2 separate regions of the Rattus norvegicus genome follow, and region 1 is linked to region 2. The links are chromatin contacts, called in public Hi-C maps. All regions are on one chromosome and are shown on one strand. The core of a region is the stretch at or near the end of the contact, and the rest is flanking DNA. Distances in the headings are between cores, read along the strand shown. Region 1 holds the start of Stox2 (storkhead box 2). Region 2 has its middle 57 kb from the start of Stox2.

Evidence for each region. Hi-C and Micro-C count contacts between places; a contact is called where the count stands out from the background.
Region 1: a contact with region 2 is called in a Hi-C map of frontal cortex, with 1.9 times the contacts expected there. The contact joins the promoter of Stox2 here to the enhancer-like site in region 2. A contact is called at or near these places in 2 of 12 Hi-C or Micro-C datasets (frontal cortex and hepatocytes).

The regions. Positions count from the first base shown.
Region 1 is chr16:51,702,470-51,708,501 of GRCr8, reverse strand. It overlaps Stox2 (storkhead box 2), which reads right to left and starts at 1,290. Exons shown (of 4, transcript NM_001134863.1): 1 at 1-1,290.
Region 2 is chr16:51,647,585-51,653,540 of GRCr8, reverse strand. It overlaps a transcript of Stox2 not described here. Among named protein-coding and RNA genes, the nearest start is that of Stox2, 57 kb to the left of the region's middle. Within about 2 kb of position 3,415, at least 17 of the 93 cell types and tissues checked have an H3K27ac peak or open chromatin away from gene starts, as enhancers often do.

The DNA of each region.
Region 1 (6,032 bases), core at 41-2,540, 57 kb before region 2:
TCCGTCTACCGCGGCCACGACCCGGGAGGACTCTGCGCACATTTTTTTTCCCCAGACCCTCTTCTCCTCGGTGTCTACACCGCCGGCGGCAGGTCCGGCCCTCCCCACGCCCCCCCACACCCCCACGGAGAAGGCTCGGATTTTACACTCGTCCCACAATGCATTCCACTTCATTTGCAATCCGCCGGGCTTTCAGCTTCCAGATTCCTGGGGGGGAAGGCACGTTGGGAGGCTCGGCGTCCGGGAGGGGGCGGCCGGGGTGGGGGCGCCGAGACTTGCAGCGTGGAAGCAATGGGAGCGCAGACAATGGCCCGATTCAGCGCAGGAGTGCTTAGCCAACTGTGCGCCACAGCACAAAAGACCCAAACAAATGAGGAAGCCGAGGCCTCTGGGGGCCGACCCCGGGTCGCACGCCCCGGCAGCTTGACCGGTGGGCGGCAGCCCCAACCGCACTAGGAGGCTTCAGCGCGAGGCGTGGGGATGACAGCGTCCGAGTCGCGTCCCCCCGGACCTTCCAGCCGCGAGGCCCGCAGTCTCCAGCGCCCGCTGCCTCTGCTTCTCTCTCGCAGTCCTCGGGAGTCAGTCTTCATTCCAGAGGCTCGAACGGGGGGCGCGCGGGAGCACCGGGACCGCCGCTGCGACAACGCAGGAAGAGCCCGGTTGGGTGCTGGCGACCGCGGCGTGGCGTCAGGCTTCCTCCTTCCAAGGCTGGCGGGGGCGCGGGAGGGTGGGGGCGCGTGCCGACACGCGTGGGTCCCCCGCCGCAGGCATACTCCTACTCACGGGCCGCGGCGGCCGCGGAGCCCGGCGATCGGCCCCCGCGCGGGGCCATCGCGGCTCGGGGACTAGCGCGTTGCGCTCTGGCACCGCCGGAAGCGGGATGGCTACCCAGTGTCATGCTAATCTCGGGGCTGCGCGGAGGCTCTGCGTGGATCCCCGCAGCCAAGCCCCAGCGGCGGCGACGGCGGCGGCGACGGCGGCGGTGGCGCGGGGCCTGGGCCCTGCGGATGACACCGCGCGGATCGTTCCACGTCTTTCCGATGGTCCCTCCCCCTCGCTCCGAGGGCTAGCCTTCGTGGGAACGCGCCGATTTGCGGCGCCCGGCCTGGCCCACCTGCGCCCAGCCGGAGACACGGGGCGCCGCGAACGCGCGGGGACGCCAGGCCCACGCCGACTGCCACGCGCCAACGGCCTGCGCCCTCCGCGATCCTGAGTGGAAGTCACTCCCCAGTGGCCTTGCTGCGCTGGCGGGCCCGGGGCCTCTGCACCGCCGGGCCCTGCACAGCTGTTTATGGTCCAAGCACCAATCGCTGCAGGACAGCGGTGCGCGCGGAGGAGGGGGCGCGGGCCAGACGCGAGGTCACGCCGAGTTAAAGGCGCCCGGCCTGGCCGCCAGCCGCGCCACGCGCCGCCACTCCCATTCTTATCCACCACTCTCACCTCCCCATTTGGGTTGCCAAAAATGCGTTTTGAGCCATAAACAAGGAGAATAAACCTGATTGCCTCTGGAGGTGATCTGTCATTTCCCGTTTGAGCTTTTTTTTTTTTTTTTTAATGCATCTGTGACAACGAGACGTTCCCAATCATTTTAAAGGTGGCATTCCACGCTGATGGGTGACAAGATGCAGAGCCAGCAATGGGAAGCCTTCATGGAGACATGTGCTGAGCAGTCGGAGGGCCCTAAAGAGTTAAGATTACGGGACGCTCTGGCAAGACACCCAGGAGGCAGAAAAGCAATGAGATCTAGAAGACAGGCCATCATCCATCTCCAGTAGTATCTTGGTAATGCACAGCCAGAATAACCTCTCTGTGGATACCAAGGGGGCGGGGATAAAAAGCCACAAATCGCAAATAAAACCCATAACTACATCAAGCAATATTAATTACCAACTACAAACCTATTAGCTAATGTTCAGCGACCTCCTTTTAAACTCAAGACAGGCCCTTAAAAGGCACCGTTGGCTAAAATGGCAAGGAACTGAAAAAAGGACTGGTTTAGAAGAACCAGTGTGCAAAGGGCCATAGAGTTGGTGTTTGTTAATGTTCTCACGAATGGGAGTTGTTGACGGTCAGATATCTCAAATCGACAACAATTCTCAGGAAGCTAAAATGGTCGCACAAATGTTGGCAGTAATTATGACTTCAGACCGACGGTGATCATGTGACAACTTTGATATTCATCCCCTGGGCAGATCAAGTAGGCAAAATACCAAAGATGGTCCCATGCAATGAATGGTCTAGTAGAAAAGAAATGCAGAAGGCTGAGTTAAAGCCAGAATTTGTGCCACGTTGTGTGAAGCATCCCTCACACCTTAACCTGTATGGGGTGTGCCGGGAGCCGGGGCTCAAAGAGTAAAGGAGATAGTGCGAGGGCCATGGGAAGGGTGCAGAGGTCCAGAAGTCGAAATGAGTCTTGGTTTCTGTTGGAAGAAATGCAAGAAGGGGCCAGTGTGGCTGGAGCTGGAGCTGAACAAGAAAGCTGTGGGCGATGAGGTCATAGAGAGAGGGGGAGAAGATCATGCAGGAACTTGCTGGTCATGTTCAAGGTTTTATTTTCTACTCTTGATGGACTGGGGGCCACAGAAGGGCTCAAAGCAAAAATCCAGCCATAATTTTATAATTTCTATGTAGAAGAAGTTTAGAGGGTGTGATATAAGGTGGGGGGTGGTTGGGAATTACATGTAGTATGTAAAAAAGAAAAGCTTTCATGTTCCCTCTGTGAAAGAAAGGATGAGTGGGTTGGTGTATATCTGAAGAGGAGAGCTATTTGTCTCAGCCACTTGTGACAACAGAACTAGCAGGGAGGTGAGAGCATCCAGTGGCCAAGCAGCCAGTAAATATGCCAGGGCTCTCAGAACCCAGATGATAGCTGCTGCCACCCCCCACCACCCACCCCCACCACTGTCAGTAGCTGACTCACCCACGTCAGCTAACAATGTGCAATGGTCATCCGAAGAAACAGATGAGTACAGCCACTGTGAAAGTCAGGTTCAGCACATCCGTCCGCCTGTGCTGTGGCAAAGACTGCTTTGTTCATGTGATCCCTGGATCCCTAGCCACAACTTCTAAGCTCCAAGCCCTCCTAGGACAATAGCGTCATATCCTAGTCATGAACTAGTCACCAAGTCAGACCGTTGTTGGGAACCCCAATATTCAAGCTGGGAAAGTCACAACTAGATTTTAATTGCCAGGGAGACAGTTCAGTCAGGAGAATGGGGAGCTGAGTTATAAAAACCACAACCCACATGAAAGAGAGAGAGAGAGAGAGAGAGAGAGAGAGAGAGAGAGAGAGAGAGAGACCAGGCGCAGGCTTGCAAATCCAGCACCAGAGGGGCAGAGACTTGAGCATCTCTGTGGCTCCCAGGTCAGCCAGTCTGTCATAATCAGAGATTGCCAGACACAAACAGAGATTGTGTCAGATCAGATCCACGTCAGACCAGAGACACTGTCTTAAAAAAAAAAAAAGGACAGCACCTGATTAATACCTAAAATGAGCCTCTGGCCTCCACCCACATGTACACATACACTGTGCATTCACTCCCAACCCCACCCACAAAAACACACAGGTACACAAATCCATGTACACATGTACACACACTTATAGGCATACACAGATACATATACATAAACACACTGCACACTTGTACACATAACAATGTCTAAGTGAGTCCATTTTCTAAAATTAAAGTTTTTAAGTCGAGCTTAAGAAGCATTTGTATATTAGATTTATGCATGAGATCATGAATACTAATTAGCTCTGTTTTGTGACTTGACTTCCATTGTGTCATTGTTTTTAGACTTGTTAACATGGATAATTGTAAGAAGTTTGACTGAGATTCTCCTTTAAGTTTTAAATCACTTAAAATTGTCAGATTTGTCACCATTGAGTGAATGTCAGAGGCACAGAAGTGTGCACCCCAGACGGTAGGGACGTCTTGTTCTAGTCATTGTTGCTCAGTGTTCTAACTAGGTAGCTAGGAAAGGCTACCAAACACTTGGGAAGATTTGAGCTGAAGTCTTTCCCACTCAGATATGTCAACTGGTTTAAAATTTTTAATATACCAAATCTACAGTATTAAAAATAAAAGTGAAAACGCAAATGAATTTTCTGATTTTTATATCAAAAGCACTATCAACAGAAAAAAATACCTTCTACAGAATAGGAGAAAAATGCAAGCCATAAATCTAATAAGGGATTAATATCCCCAATACAGAGAGAATTGTTAAAACCAAAAGCAACAACACCGTATGCACATATACACACACCATATACACACACTTATACACACACTTATACACACACCATATACACACATATGCACACACCATATACACACACATACACACCATATACACACACATACACACACCATATACACACACATATACACACACCATATACACACACATACACATACCACATACACACATATACACACCATATACACACACATACACACACCATATACACACACATATACACACACCATATACACACACATATACACACACCATATACACACATATACACACGCCATATACACACGCCATATACACACGCCATATACACACGCCATATACACACACATATACACACACCATAAAGCTTAATCCAAAAGCTTCAAAGGAGATACACAGTAGCCAATCAGAATAAGCACATAGGGGCTGGAGAGATGGCTCCACTATTAAACACTAGACTCACAAACAACAATATAAGATTAATCACAGAAAAATCCTCAACATCACTAATCATCAGAGAAATCCATGTATTTGTCAAAAATGCCTATATCAAAAGTATTATAAGGTACCCCTTGCAACCTTTAGGAAAACCATTATCAAAAAGAGGCAGGGAGAGGAAGAAGAAAGAGCTCCAGTGTAGAGACATTAGAGCCCCCATGTATGGTAGGCAAGACTGAATAAACAGTATGTCAATATTTCAAGAAGTTAGAAACAGGATTAAAATATGATCCAGTGATTCCACCTATGAATGGGCACCCAAAGGAACTGAATGCAAGGTATGAGAGGGATATTTGCAGCCAATGTTCATAGCCACCTTACTCATCACCATCAAATTCTGAAAGCAACTGGCTTCCATCAGTGAATTAACGAAATGTAGCTAATCCATCATTACTCAGTCTCCAAAAGAAAGGCATTTTTAAATCTGCTGCAACCCAGACGAATCTTGAGGACACCATGCTAAAGGAATGTCCGTCCCAAGGAGACAAATACAGTCTCCCACTTACATAAGGAAAACAATCAAAATCCCAAGGGTCAATAGAAGAGTGGCTTCTGGAGCTGAGGGGCCAGAGCTCGGGAGCTACTGGGTAACAGACAGAGGGATTCAGTTTTATGAGAAATGGATGGTGGTGAGTACTAACACCCTAGTGTACTCCATCTTACCCCGCGCCTTACAATAGCTAAGACGGTGCTTCTTGTGTATCTAGCACCATAGCACCATAGTAGTATTTTATAATTCTAAAGATGCTTGAAGCCATAGGGAATCAGAGGAATGTATAGCTACCTAAAATTACATTAATGTGTGTGTGTGTGTGTGTGTGTGTGTGTGTGTGTGTATGCGCGCACACGTGCTCGTGTGTTTAATGAAGGTACCCAACTAGGAGTGATAATGCTCTCCCCAAGAGCCGTAGGATATCTAACAAGAATCCCCACCCAGTACCAGGCATGAGGAATCTCCCTTAGAGTGGCTGGTCAGGAGAATTCAAAGCTACCAAAGCCATATAGATTATTGCTGTTGCCCTTGGTTGCTTCCCAGAATTTGAAGGTAAGCCCCTGTTGCAGAAGACACAATATACTTCAGACATAGGACTTGGAGGAATTGAGCTGAGTCTGAACCCTCCTCCCTGAAGACTAGCTTTCAGAGTAGCTGAAGGTGCCATGCAGGCTGCCGACAATGAAGATAATCAGTTCCCCTACCCAGCTATGACACCTACAAACAACAACAACAAGGACGAACAACAACCAGAATCCCCCAAGAATGTTACGATACGTGGCTACAATCGGGAAGTCACCAA
Region 2 (5,956 bases), core at 2,166-4,665:
TTGAAACGCCTCAAGTTCCAAGGGCACGGTAATTAACGCGTGTGTTCTACACAGAGTAGATGTACAGTTTTCAGCACAGCGAATCCCCCATTCATCCAGGCTCTTTGCTGTGCACATCTGGAAGTACTTTACAGAGGGTTCAGATCCCTTCACATGGGCAGAGTCTCGGGCTCAGAAAGCACGACCTCCTTCAAGACACCGTTTCATAAGCACTTAATCGCCATGCTCTGGGGCCAATGTGCTCCAAATGGCATTCTGGAATTCTCGTTTCCTGAGAGGTCACTGGAAGGCTCGCCCGAAAGGAGGGCCTGGTGTGGGAAGCATCAGCACTGACATATTTCTCCCCTGCCAAGTGTCTCCGAACCTTTGCAGTATTTGTCATGGACCTTCCTGGGGCAGGGTGACAGCCATTGTATATACTCAGCGCTGTACATGCCCGGTTATGTTAGTCTCTCTCTCTCTCCCTCTCCCTCTCCCTCTCCCTCTCCCCCTCTCCCTCTCCCTCTCCCTCTCCCTCTCCCTCTCCCTCTCCCCCTCTCCCTCTCCCTCTCCCTCTATCTCTCCCTCTTTCTCTCAGCTATAAGCAAATGAGTTTTAACTACTTGTTCAGGAAAAGGGTTCATCTAGCTTACACTTCTGGACGTGGGATGTCCATGTATCCTGGCTCTATTGGGAGCCCCCTAATTATATCACATCATGGTTCACAGCATTACAGAGGAAGCACGAATGACAGGGGCAACACATACAATCACAAACCAGACAACGGGAGGAGTAACTCAGTAGGACAAGAAGCCTACCCTCCTGTTTCAGCATTAATTCCCTCTTGGGGGTAGTATGCTGTAAGTTCATGTGAATTCTCTTCTGGACCCTGATTTAAAATGAATTAACATTTCCAGCTGCAAACGGAGCCATTCTATTCCAATACTCATTTTATAGCACCTTCAGACCCAGCCTAGAAGGACTCACTGGGGAAGTCGAGGCACCGAGAGTAAGCACCACGCTCACATTCACAAGCCAGTAGAGCAAAACCAGGATCCAAAGCCAGATGATCCTGACCCCAAAATGTACATCTGCCACACCATGTGGAAATGAATGGCAATTTGAACTGATACTTTGAGGGGGGGTTGTGTTGTTGGGGGAGCAGGAGGGTCATGTAACCTCAGCTGGCCCCTAACTCGGCATATAGCCACGGATGCCCTCCCTATTCTTGTTCCACCATGCCTAGATCCAGCAGATGCTGGGACGCAGACCCAGGGCTTTCTGCCTGCTAATCAAGAGCCCTACCAACTGAACCACATCCCCGACACCTACTTTGAAGGGTTCCTTTCTGATCCCATACTGTTCTTGAAATAGCACTGTCACATGCAATTCTGCCATTATGTTCCATCTGCTTCCATACCGAGGACATCATAGTGGGATAAACTTTCCCCGTGCTTCGGCAAACACAGAACACCAGAGTAGCCTGACAGGAAGGCAGTGGGCACAAAGCTGTCGCCTGCTCCCGGGCATCAAGGGAGTGAGGCAGTCCCCTCCTCCCTGGGAGTTCTTGAAGGGTCTAAAGCTCCCCTGTTTTCTGAAGGGGTGAGGGATTACTTACTGTCTTTTACATTTGAAGTTTGACCAGGTTCAGGTGGAGTTTTTCCAAGTCAGTTAGAAATCTCTGAAGAGCCTCTCAGAGAACAGTTATGCTAGGTTCCTGTCTGCAAGCTTGACGGAGTTATATTAATAGTGTCAGGGATTGGTTCTTGCCCATGGGATGGGTCTCTATTTTGGCTAGTCACTGGTTGGCCATTCCCTCCGTCTCTGCTCTCTCTTTGACCCTGCACATCTTGTGAGCAGGATACATTTTGGATCGAAGGCTTTGTGGGTGAGTTACTGCCTCTATCCTTCTACTGGGAGTCCTGCTTGACTACAGGATCCATTTCAGGATCCATTACCCCACCCCCACCCCACCCCCGAGTGCGCGCGCTAATATCTCAGCTAGAGTCGCCCATACACCCAGCGGCCAATGGAAAGAGATGCAGAGACTCACACCCAAACGTCGGACGGAGCTCGGGAAGAGTTGGGAGAAAGACTGAGGACAGGGACGCCACAGGAAGACCAACAGAGTCAACTAACCTTGACCCATGTGGGTTCCCAGAGACTCAATCGCCAACCAAACACTAAACACGGGCTGGACCTAGGCTCCCTGCACATATGTAGCAGATGAGCAGCGTGGTCTTCACGCGGGTCCCCCAAACAGCCGGAGCAGGGGCTGTCCCTGAGCCTGTTGCCTTCCCCCTGTGGATCCCATGCCTATAAATGAACAGCCTTGTCTGGCCTCAGTAGTAGAGGATATGCCTAGTACCACAGCAACTTTGTGTGTGTGTGTGTGTGTGTGTGTGTGTGTGTTTTGACACCCAGAGAGGGGTTCCCCTTCTCAAAAGAGAAGGGGGAGGTAGAATGAGGGGAGGCCTTGCATGAGGGGGGTACTGGGAGGAGAGGAAGGACTAATTTTGGGTTGTAAAGTGAATAAATAAATTAAATTTTTTAAAAAAATATCCCTTTCTAGTTTCAATAAAGTATAGTTGACAAAAAGAAAAGAAAAAAGAAAACTCTGAAAGAAACAATATTTCCAGTTCTGGGATGATCTGGAAGCAGTTGTGGAGAGAGATTTGCTTTGTAATAATTTCTCCCCTCCAAAAAAAAGAAAAAAGACTTCCATGGTAGATTAGCACACCACAACAACAAATGAAAAGGATTTGTTTCTTGAAACAGGAGGTCACCTTGGAGTGATTAACACGGCTGCCAAAGTCCGATCCCATTCCAGACAACTGATGGTGGCAGGGACGTGTCTCCACAGGAAGAAACCTGGCAGTTCAGAAAAGACCCATCTTCTACCCGAGGAGCCTGGGGTGGCAATGAAGCCTTTGCTCTTCCTTCCAAGTGTCTGACAGGTTCCCCCAGTTTCTCTGGGTTTTATTATAAAAGTGTCAGAGCCTATCAGAAATTTGATGGCAGCCACACATTATCAAATAAATAAAAAGAACACCCTTTTTATCTCACCTTTGAAGTTACTCTGAATAGCGTCACCCTCTGCCAAGTTCCCTGTCTCCTGCATAATGAGATACTTTCTAATTAGCATATCACAAATATCCCTGGTCTTAATTTTCATCAGCGCCCTAATACGTTTTTAAATGTTTCCTTTATAGTGCACTGGGATTTTCCCCGCTCTATAAGGACGAATGAGAATGAAAGCAATAGGGTCCGCTCAAGCCCCCAATTCTTTTCTTTTTCACTTTTCTCTCTTACCCCTCCCCCTCTCTCATTTTTTTCTTTCTCACAAACTAGCAGGCTACACGGGATGGTGGGAAGGTCACCAGAATGAAAGCCAGAAGTCCTGGATTTGAGTTTTGCCTGTGCTGCTAATTAGTTGTGTCATTTTAGGCAAATTGCTTCACCTTCGAGTGCCTCTGGGTCATTTTCTATATAATGACTAGGCCTGGCCAAATGGAAGGTCCCCCACGGCTTCAAACACCAGGATTCTATTTGTGAAGCTTGAATAATTCCTTGTGTCTTTATTCAAACGCTGAAGCAAGTTATTTTCTCTGATTGGGAAACGCGGTGAACTCCAACCAAAACGGGTACAGACGTCAGCAAACAGGAATGTGGCTTTAAAGGGACACCAATATTTAATTGCAGAATTACAGACTATCCTTAAACAGCCAAAGGCGTCCACAATCTCACTATACATACGTCGCTACATAAAGTAGTGTTTTTACAGGCTTTAAGATATGGACACATAACAAATGAATACACGCATGCGCATACATGAATACACGCATGCGCATACACTGGAGCTCGAGAATTTTTGCTGGCACGAGCTAATCTGGCCTGGAAAGAATACTCAGAGGAGGAAAAGGAAGTTTTGGATATAGACAGGTTGAGTATAAAAAAAAATCAGCTTAATAAAATAATTGGGATTGCCCTAGTGACACCTGAGTTTCAAGATTTGGCTAGTAATATCATAGTCATAAAAATATGGGAATTGATCACAGTTTTCAACGGTGAGCCCCTGGGGACAAAGGCCAAGCTAGTCATATGGGCCTTGGCTTTTAGTTTGCCTAACTGAGCCAATCTGAAGGAAGGCAGGAGGCAGCCTTGTGAGGCCTTCGACCCTCCGGACCTGCCACCTCATCGCTCCCTTTGATGAACAGTGACAAGATTGCTTCTGCTTTCAGTGGACTTCTACCATGTCGCGCCTTCTGTAAGGGGGGAGATGTGCATACATGCTCGTCTGAGCATGTCCAGAAATGTGTATGCATGTGTGCACAGGGGTGAGTGCATGTGAAGACCAGGGAACAACTTTGGGATTCATTCCTCAGGCACTATTCATATTCATATATATTTACATATACATATACATATACATATGTATATATACATGTATGTGTGTGTATATATGAACATTATATACTATAGTATACATATACATTGAGGTATGTGTATACTATACACATACCCTATAGGCTGCCTGCCTCCCTTTCTCAGCTCTGGCTAGCAAGCAGGAGCACCTCGCCTAACTTTTTAAACTGTGTCTTCTGTGAACTAAAAACTCAGGACTCAGGCAACCCCTTTGTTACCACCTAAGCTATTCCTCTCTGCCCACACCACCTCTTTGGTCTCCAGTTCAGGCTTCTCTGGTCTTCTCTGCCCCTGGGGCCACCCTGCATCCCCCTAGCAGATCATCTAGCCCGCTCTCAAGCCCTCTGACGTCAGCTAACCTAGGTGAGTCTGAACAGCTTGTCGCCCTGTACTCCGGGCTCTCTCACCACTTCTCTGGCTCTAGTGGCAGCAAGGGACTGCCAGGCAACACTTGGGTCACATGGTGGTTCCAGGAGCAAGAACACCTATGAATGACTCTGGGGGAATGAATACCAAGGAGTGAGTCACTGAGCAAGAAGCTGAGATTTCGGGACAGTCCCGCCACACCCCAACCTTCCTGAACAATTACAGTATGAGGGGAAGCAAAGGTAGCTTAATCAGCAACTGTACCCACAAGAATAGATTTTCATCGGACTGAGCAAAGACATGATGAAGACTGGGGAAGGTTAGCCACAGGCCTGTCTGTATAGGTGGGAGGCAAAGGGAGCTACCTACATTTGGGTTTATGAGGAGCAAGAATCGTGAAACTTTATGACTGGCAGTGCTGTACAGAATACTCAGAATTAGCATACAGGCCAAGAGATCAAATCATCACACAGTCCAGTCATGAAAAGCCATAACAATTATATCTACAGAAGCAGAAAAACAAAATCGGACTACAGGTAACATAGAAGACATAGTCACGGTTCCTAAGATGGCTTGTATGAGAATTATAGGTAGATAGATACCATGGAAAAATCTGGAAGAATAATTATCAAAGCACCAATGGGATTTTATCTGAATAAAATAATTTTTATTCTTCCCTGAATAAGTAAACAGCCCATTTATAAATACTAAACAGGAATAAGGTGGGTAGGATTTGGCCGCAGGCAGCGGTGAAGGAAAGAGAAAGTAAGAGGTAGGGTTTAGTGTAATTACGGAGGAAGAGCTAGCTGACAGAGGTGGGTGGCTAACTGAGGAACTGAAGAGGACGTCTGAAAATCCTGGGTGACGCCCAGCTGGAGTGCTGGTCACCCTCCACATGGAGCAGTGTGTATGTGTTTGTTGGGGAGGGGGGGGGTTTAGCATGAAGGGGAAAATGCCTGCTTACTCTTACACCTAGCTTAGAATTAGTAACAGGTCACTGGAGTGCCAGAGAGAGGTGAGGGGCCAAAAGGACTGAAGAATCAGGTGCTGGCTCGGGCAGCCCTCCCTCCACCAGTCTCCAGAGGAGGCCATACTCCACCTAGAGGGTCCCTTCAGTCTGTGTGGAGATGGTCTCCTGGCACTCCAGCATTCTGCAGGGCGGTACTCAATACGTGGTTGATTACTG